Linked DNA regions of Danio rerio: region 1 is linked to region 2. Evidence: chromatin contacts called from public Hi-C data. All regions are on one chromosome and are shown on one strand. The core of a region is the stretch at or near the end of the contact, and the rest is flanking DNA. Distances in the headings are between cores, read along the strand shown.

Region 1 (4,371 bases), core at 1,387-3,886, 150 kb before region 2:
ACTTTAATAACTACAATTATTTAATACAATCTAAATAAATAAATAGCCCAGGTTTTGATTTGAATTAATACAAGATTAATGTTACAACAGAATTTAAAAAAAATACAAAAAATGAAAGATAAAATTACTAATTATCCATTTAAAAATCTCTCCAAAATAATATTTTAGACCCATTTAAATATAATTTATTTAAATAATTCATCTAATGATTAAACAAGAAACCTTAATATATCATATTTGTGGATTCCTATCAACCTTTTGTCAAACAAAAGGTGTTAAAAAGCTCTGCTTGCATCTGTGAAAATAAAAATGAATGCTGACAAAAGGCTAAAAAAGAGAATCATATCTACATTTAAATTTCAAGTATTAGTGGTGGACTTGGATATCATCAGTATTAAAATATAGTTTCATTAGACATTCACACTTGGTTGCTACAATATCGGTTACCATGGTTATGATAGAGGTAACACAATGAGGTTAGCTGTGCCATTTCATAATAATGTCCCTATTATCAGATTTAGAAATTATAATCATTTACTTTTCTTATAATTTTCATGATAATGAGAAATTATTTCCTGAAATGTGAAACTAAATGGTGTCCAGTCATTTAAAACCGTTTAATCAGCACGCTGTTTAATGTTTTGATATATATTTTAATGTTAATGCGTGATTTTTCTTTTTTTACTTTGTCATGCACCGGAATGATATATTCTCTGACCTGCTGCTGCTTACGCTGTTGTCCAGTCTCTTGCATGATAAGTATCTGGTGGAACAGGGGACTTTGTAAGACACTTTTAAGCAGACTGAGTTTTTCTTCAGCAGGAAGCTCTCCTCTCTTCTTCAGCCTCTCCTGCAGACGCTCCACTGCCACCAAAGCACGCTGTGTGTCTGTGTAAATGCGCATACACATAAATATATTAATCACATGTACACAAGCAATGACAGCAACTATAGCCCACATGACAATCTTTACAGCAGAACACATGTAATATTCATACTAACTGAGACAAAAAGACACTGAAGAAGGCTAAAAATAACACTTCATACATACCCATCATTTTCAATTCTTTGAGTGCTGAATTACCACCACTTTCTTGCTGACATCTACAAAAACGGAAGAACAATTATGTCAGGACCAATGACAATCAAACTCTGGAACATATTTAAAATACAAAACAACAAAAACAAACAGATTTGTTCCTTTCTTATCCTACTCAAGAAAGACTTAGGTGGATTTCAGCATCTTAATCACTAACCGGCATTGACACCTGACAGTTCTTACCTGTGACAGTAGAGGTGACGTTTGGCGGGAAGTGACAGTGACGCAATTTGGCAGCGCTGGCGTTTGTCTCAGTAACCGATGACAGGCTTTATGAATTGTAGTGACGGTTCACTTCATATTTCGCTGATCGCTCTGATAACGCCTGCTGTAATCTCTTATTCATGTTGATGTAATCTGGGTTGGAGTCTCGCACCTCTCCGGGAGGTTCTCGCGGTCGGCACGCGCTCATCACGGACTGCGCGAGCGCTAGTGTTTGCGCTGCCCTGCTAAGGTAATGCGCTTACCGGGGCGGCTTAGCAGCTGTAAACGGACTTAAACTGTGAACGACGGTAATTACCCGGGACAGATGTCCTTACAACCTATACCTGATAGGACATTAAGCGCCTGGCGGTGTTGTGGACAACACAGTGAAATGCTAGATATGAAAGCAGCCTATGTAAATTAGCAAACAGGTGGCCTCAATCTTGATAACAAGTATACCATTTTACAACTTAAAGCAGCATAACGCACCGTTTTTTTTATTTTTGTAAATAGGTTAAATAACATATTTCAACAATATAACGTTACTTCTGTGGAATGAAATGATTCACTAAATGTTTGTTTTTTCTTCATGGAACAGTACACTAAATGTCAACAAAGCTGTTTTTGTCTAACATTAAACACATCGGCTTCAGAGTTATGAAAGTTTGGTGAAACTAGTTGCCATTTTAGGTCAGATTATGGTTTGTACGTTTAACCACAAAAGTTGCAAAAATGAGAGAGTGAACGAGCAGAAATCGCCTTGGCGTGATGATGTAACCATAGCAACATGCTCTTTTCCTGCGTGCATCGAATGATTCAAGGAAAAAAACACAAACACTGTTTATTTTGTTCAAATCATCATAGATATACATTTCACAGCCTAAACGTATCAAAAAAGGTTTGTGTTTGGTTTAAATCTTACTCGCACTACTATTTAAACATGGACTCTAAGGGATGTGGGCTGAGCAGTTTGATACAATAAATTCGACAGCTAAAAAGGAAGTGAAATCAGCATTCATGTGTACTGACAAGTGCAATGCGATTTCTTGGATGTTTCACTGCATGCTGCCTGTCAGTCTTCATTCGTTACGTTCTCACTCTGCACCGTAAAGATCAATATTTAAGCGCTTATTTCTCACCTAACATTTACCTTCAGATCAACAGGTTTCCTCCGGAGCTCATGGAAAGCTGCCATTCGGACGTCTCGGATGATCTAAGCCCATGCAAGTTAGATATTTTAACATTTTCAAATGTCGAAAGTCGCATTAGAGACATTATTTAGACAGCCTAGGGTTTGCGTGAGACTGATAACTGGCTGTCAGCGCGCATGTCCGCGATGCGCCTTTGATGCCCGTGAGTTTAATGCAAATGGATGTCCAGGCCTCTCCCCCCTCATTTCATGAAATAACACAGACATCAGCTCTTATTACTCCTGCTCATGAGAGACATTAATTAGTGCATGTTCACAAATCATAATTTGTGGAATATTAAGTCTCAAATAAAACCGATGGAAGCCGTGCCAACACAGACATGGCTTAAATCAATGGTTTAGTTGTTATAATTACTTTAAAATTAAGTGCAGGAGGGTTCCATAAAAAAAAGCTATTTTGTGTACCTCATAAGTATCCCCCAACATGTCTCCAACAATGACGTTTTCATGTGCAGCCTTGTTTTGCTTTTCCCATACGTTTGTGTGTGCTCCATATACTTCTACACTTAGTTCAGTGTACATTATTTTTAAAATGCAAACATAGCCTATGTATGCGCCAATTGCACTCTTTTTTATTTTTGTTTATACACACATTTTATCTAGATGGCCCATAGGCTGCAAAATATATCTTTCAGCATCGAGATCAAAATGTGATCATTTGCAATAATCACATCGCAAGATATGCAATGTTGATTTTAGATCACAATTTATCATTGGCATGTGTTTTTGATGCCCGTGATTGTATAATGATTTTTTTGATTAATTTTATTGAATTATTTTTATCATTCAGTTAGTGTACTTGAAGACCCGGGAAATGATAAAACATTTTATTTCAATAGTTTTTTGTATCTGTATTTACAGATTTTTATGCATAGAAAGTACTTACAACACTTGCAAATACAGAAATGCACTGCAAATAGCACAGACAAAAACCAAAATGTGTCGGGACCCTAAAAAGTTTATAGATTTTTCATTAGATTTTATGAAGATGCACTCCCACTGCGTAATCATCCCAATCAATCTGACATTATAAATTCTTTCCAAATAGAGATTAAGTCATCTGGTGAAATTATATCCATATCGCAAAATTTATTGCAAAATAAAAAAAAATATCGCAATGTTAAATTTTTCCAATATCGTGTAGCCCTGGCCCACAGTGTTCAACACTTGCAGTTACAACCCCCTAATATCTACAACCCCTAATATTTTTAGATGGATTGAAATGCAATTCCATACATACATCATTGTCTGGAAGCTGACTTTATAAATCAAATTTCAAATAGTCTTTACTCTTTAAAAAACAATATCTTTAAACCTTTGATTAAAACATCAAAGACTGTGACATAAGTAATCATATGAGTTTTTCTTTTGTATCATGACTTATAGGTGCTTATTTGGTGAGTGAGATGATGCAACTCCATATTTCCTGCCTCATGCGAAAGCCTTGTCATGCAGCACGTGTATACGCCTACATCGTTACCAAAGCAACATGCAGGTTGGTTATATGTGTGAACACACAAATATGACCCAAACACTTGCAATTAATAGTGTGGATAGTCTCATTGACATGATATGTTTTTGAGAAAAAATTGGTTTCTCTGCATGCAGTCTGAGCATAGCTTCACTTTTGTGCTATTCACATGTTCATCGCAGTTCCCTGCTGGATTCATTCCTTATTTGTTGTCATGGTTACTGATTGCTTTGTGCACCCGCTTCTTGTTCAGTTAATTTTTCTCTTACAAATGTACGCCCTATTGTACTTCTACTCATTGTCCAGTATTTTGTTTTTGTTGTTTAGACTATTGTTTTTCATGTTTGATTACCATCTTTATTTTTAATAGTAAATTATTGACCCTTC
Region 2 (4,791 bases), core at 1,824-4,323:
CAGTAGTTAATGACTGGATTATTAGCGGCCTTAAACATGATGAGCATAAACAAACCCTAGTGAAGTTTTCAAATGAATTTCAGTCTCTTTTTCACGACCCTAGCAGAAAGCAAAATTTCAATAAATAAGGCAAAGGAAACATGCTGAACTTGCTCTGTCATTCATACCTTCGTGCACAAATAGTGACAAATGCTGTCTCACAGTTATGTTCCTCCCCACACACACATATATAACCATAACATTCATCAAAACACTACACGGAAATCTTATAACTGCAACCATCACTCAAAACCAGAGGATCTCTCTCTCTTTCTGTCTCTTTCTTTCTCTCTCATACACACACGCACATGCATGCACGGACACAAAGACACACCAGGGTTTAACATGAACATTCACCAAATCTCAACTAGAAATAAAAAATAGCTTTGTTGAGTAAATAACAGTAAATTGGCCTGTAACTTTTCCAGGAACTGCAAAATAATGATTGATTCTTTCTTTGTAAGCCATGATCAGCAATTACTGATCGACCAGCATGTTTTATTTGGACGATATATTTGAATAAGTTTGTCAGGAAAGAGTTTGTCTTTTACCGAGATAACTCTTTTTTTTTTCGGCTCTGTTTTACTTATTGAAATATGCTGTGACATTTTCAGCCCAGGTTCATTAGAAATATGCAGCTCAGCCTACATTTTGGCGAAACATAACTTCAATTCGCTGCGTTTGCCAGGGTATGTTTTGTTGCACGAGTGTTGCACGATCCCAAAATTTCAACTTCGATATGATACCTAAATTAAATATCATGATACCGATACTAAATCAATATTACACCCTATATTTTTTCTTTCAAAGTATTATTTATTAATAAAGACTTAGTGTTTGCTGTCAGCTGAGTAGAACCATTTTTTATAAGTAAAAGAAATATAGAAATAAAAGCTAATTTTGTCAGCACTCTAGCCTAGCTGTATTAACATAAAAAATAGTTGCAGTTTTGTTTAAAAAAACTATTCATATATAATTAATTATTTACATATTAATTTAGGGGTGAATGGCGTGGCATTCATTTTTAGCTGTCTATGATGTCATCTATTAGTAGAAATAGGTATTTGTTAAAAAGATATACATTTATGTTGTTACACTGACAAGTTATAATTAGAGCATCCCATAGCTTTATATGATGTTTACAGATCTCTACTTACATTTTTGTCAAGTGGTGTTACTATTCGAGAAAGTTATACTGATATGAGAATACAATATATCTCAGCATATCACATTTGTTGTGACATGATTTACACATAATCTCTAAAAAATGGATTTGCACAAAAACAAAATGGTATAACTTATTGTAAAGGTGTATGGTGAAGTCACTATAAGAGTATCTGTTTTTATTTTATATCAAATAAAATTTATCACAATTTATGGCAATTTTAGACTCAAAAAGAACATGTCTTGTGCCATGTTTCAGAGACATGTCCTTGTCATACACATCACCAAGTGAACCATTGACCTAAAACCTTCCCTAAACCCAACCAATAGTGTTTTTTAAAAAGCAAATTTTCAATCACTGGCTAATTTGTTTTTTGTTTTTGTTTCATCTGTTCATTCTTAGAGGACAATCCTGACTCTTTTCTCACCCAAGCTCAGATAATGACGACTACAGACATGATTAAAGATTTGAGTGTTCATGCATCTGTAATGCATTGTGTTAAGCATTTTTATTTAGCATTTAATTATTCTAATTAAAGCTTAACCTGACGGCCAGTGGCCACCTATTTTTTCATTATATTGCACAATCATATTTTTGTATACTTTAATTTGGTTGCAATTCACTTGGCTTATATTGACCATTTTATGCAACCCAGGCTCATTGTGATTACTTACCTTTATTTACATTTCTGGAGAGAGCAAAATAAGTTCCAGCAGCTATGTTTTTCTTTTTTTTTGCAGTTTTTGCGAATGCACCAGAGGTCACTGTATATGATTTTTGAGATCTCTTAATTCTCTGCCAGTGCCATTCTCGCCAGCTGTTCTCATGTAAATCCACCAGAGGCTGTCGACTGACTAACTGACTGATTGATCAACCGACCAATCACCCCACTCACCCCCTTCCCTAAACCCAGCCAATAGTATTTTTAAAAGCAACAATTGAGCCAGCCACCCCCTTCTCTAAACCCCACCAATAGTGTTTTTAAAAGCACAGATTGACTCGCCTACCCCCTTTCCTAAACCAAACCGCAATGCTTTAAAAAAGCACAGATTGACCCGCTTACCCCCTTATCTAAACCCAACCAATAGTGCTTTCAAAAGCACAGATTGACCTGCCCCCCCTTCCCTAAACCCACCGCAATGTTTTAAAAGGCATAGATTACCCACTCACCGTCTTTCATAAACCCAACCAATAGTGTTTTCAAAAGCACAGACTGACCTGATGAAATGCAGCCATATGTAATCTCCAGAAATGTATATAGGGCTTCGTTTTCAGTATGAACCTATGTTGCATTTATGACTGGGTTTTGTATTTTTGCAGCCTTTTTTAACATTTGAGAGCTATAGTCCCTGATAATTGTAATGAGGAACTCGTACAATTTCCAGAATTTCTCCTTTTATGTTGTATGTAAATCTGGGGTTGGAGCGACATGAGTATGTTTAAATATTGACAGCATTTTTATTTTTTGAAGAATGCTTTCTTTAATTTTTTATGGTTTACAGTGACAAAGAAAGACAGTGAAAGTAGGGAGAGGAAGAAAATGAGGGAAGCGGTGGCAAAGATTTGAAATGTAATAAGGGAAGACGTGAGAACAGCAGGAAGAACAATACTGAGGAGGAGACAGAATGAACCGAACATTACCAGAGACAGAACAAGCGAGACAGACAAATGCAGTGTGAACTGACTGAGTGGAAAAGAGAGGATGAAAGGGAGAGGAAGAGAATAAATGAAAGAAAACAAAAAGATAAAAAAGAAAGGAGTGGGGGAGGGGGGATGGTGCTCAGAGATCCATGCTAACCGCTCTATTCTGCTCCAGCGCTTTCACAGCGCAAAGGGGGAAATTTATCGTTCCTGGCAAACAATTTATCCGCCATTCCACCACTCAAGGCCAGTTCACATGCATCTCGTTTGAGAGAAATAGCTCTCCATGGGATTGCCCTCTAGCCTGCCTTTTTTCCCCTCTCTCTCTGTGTATTTCATCACCAGTGGGTTTTGTGTTGTTGTTTTGGGCATCTGATCATCTGCCTTAGTTGTTTGGCCTTGATGTTTTACATGTTTTTTTTAGAAGGTTTGATTAAAGGAGAATCAACATCAAAAAAATCTCCTCGACATCTGTGTGATCTCTTCTTTCTATAGACAATATGGACAAAACTATTTGCGTTCTCATTCACACCAATGGCAGTTACTTGGCTGGTGCTGAAAATGTGGACAGTCCTTGCTATATTTGTTTGTGGGCACATATTTTGGTGCCTGTCCATTGTGCCATAGACACCATGTGTAACAGATCACTCAGAAATGATGTAATTACAGCACTACATTTCCCAAATAGGGACATAACTCTTGGCTGACCTACCCTTGTATGGCAGTATATGTAGTGACCAGTGTGGTAACAAGCTGGCAGCTAGCTCTCTGCAACTCTCACATGGTCACCCACTGGAGCTAAGTAGGGCTGCGCCCAGTCAGTACCTGGAAGTGAGACCACATGGGAAAGCTAGGTTGCTGTTGGAAGTGGTATTATTATTATTATTATTGGCGACGCAGTGGTGCAGTAGGTAGTGCTGTCACCTTACAGCAAGAAGGTTGCTGGTTTGAGCCTCCACTAGGTCAACTGGCGTTTCTGTGTGGAGTTTGCATGTTCTCCCTGCGTTCGCCTGGGTTTCATCCGGGTGCTTCGGTTTCCCCCACAGTCCAAACACATGCTGTAAAGGGGAATTGGGTTGGCTAAATTGTCCATAGTGTATAAGTGTAAATGAGTGTGTGTAGATGTTTCCCACATTGGATTGCAGCTGGAAGGGCATCCGCTGTGTAAAAACATGCTGGATAAGTTGGCGGTTCATTCCGCTGTGGCAACCCCTGATTAATAAAGGGACAAAGCCGAAAAGAAAATGAATGAATGATTATTATTACTATTGTTATTAATATTAATATTATTATAATTATTAAATGTGCACTTTAAATGTTTACACTTCGAAGCACACAAGTTTAAACATAAAACATATACCTTTAACATTGCAAAACACTGTTTTTTTAGCATGGCTTGAACTGGGTATCTCTCAAATGTCTTGTTTATTTTTAGAGGGCACCATAAACTCTTTCCAACAGATTGTAGATCAATATAAATTTCCAATATCCAATTTTTATAAATATCTACAATTGCAACATTTTTTTAAAACCAAAGTTGGACAAAGGAGAGCTGAGAACCAGAAAAAAGATTAAATCCTTCCATATATAATGCATCTTGTTTAAAAGAATTGATAACAAGGATATATGACATTTTGTCTAACATTTGCACTTCTGCCTGGCTAGGACTTGGGAGAAGGATATTGGTCAAACTATTGAGGAGAATGACTGGGACATTGAATGTAATAATATATACCTGAAATGCACCTCTCTTAGGATCCATAAGCACAATTTTAATTTTTTTTTAATTGGATAAAATGTACAGCAATACCTATTAAGAAAATGTTTGCCAATGCCACAGACTTCTGTTTCAAATGTAAAAAAGATAAAGGTACATTCATTCATTGTTTTTGTAACCATTTGGCCATTTTGGTAGAAAATACAGAAGGTACTGGAACATATCCTCG

Evidence for each region. Hi-C and Micro-C count contacts between places; a contact is called where the count stands out from the background.
Region 1: a Hi-C map of embryo shows a contact between it and region 2, with 2.2 times the contacts expected there. The contact joins the promoter of si:dkey-92j12.5 here to the enhancer-like site in region 2. A contact is called at or near these places in 2 of 18 Hi-C or Micro-C datasets (embryo and an unstated tissue) and 1 of 4 datasets of contacts at active chromatin or transcription factors (embryo).

Annotation. Positions count from the first base shown.
Region 1 is chr1:24,732,674-24,737,044 of GRCz12tu, reverse strand. si:dkey-92j12.5 reads right to left here and starts at 2,636. Exons shown (of 41, transcript XM_073951162.1): 1 at 1,283-2,636; 2 at 1,052-1,104; 3 at 719-888. The coding sequence starts at 1,058. LOC141385568 (a long non-coding RNA gene) reads left to right here and starts at 2,084. Exons shown (of 3, transcript XR_012406192.1): 1 at 2,084-2,201; 2 at 2,460-2,526; 3 at 3,900-4,371.
Region 2 is chr1:24,582,618-24,587,408 of GRCz12tu, reverse strand. The region is part of intron 11 of adgrl3.1 (adhesion G protein-coupled receptor L3.1); the gene reads left to right. Among named protein-coding and RNA genes, the nearest start is that of smim18, 140 kb to the right of the region's middle. Within about 2 kb of position 3,073, at least 7 of the 62 cell types and tissues checked have an H3K27ac peak or open chromatin away from gene starts, as enhancers often do.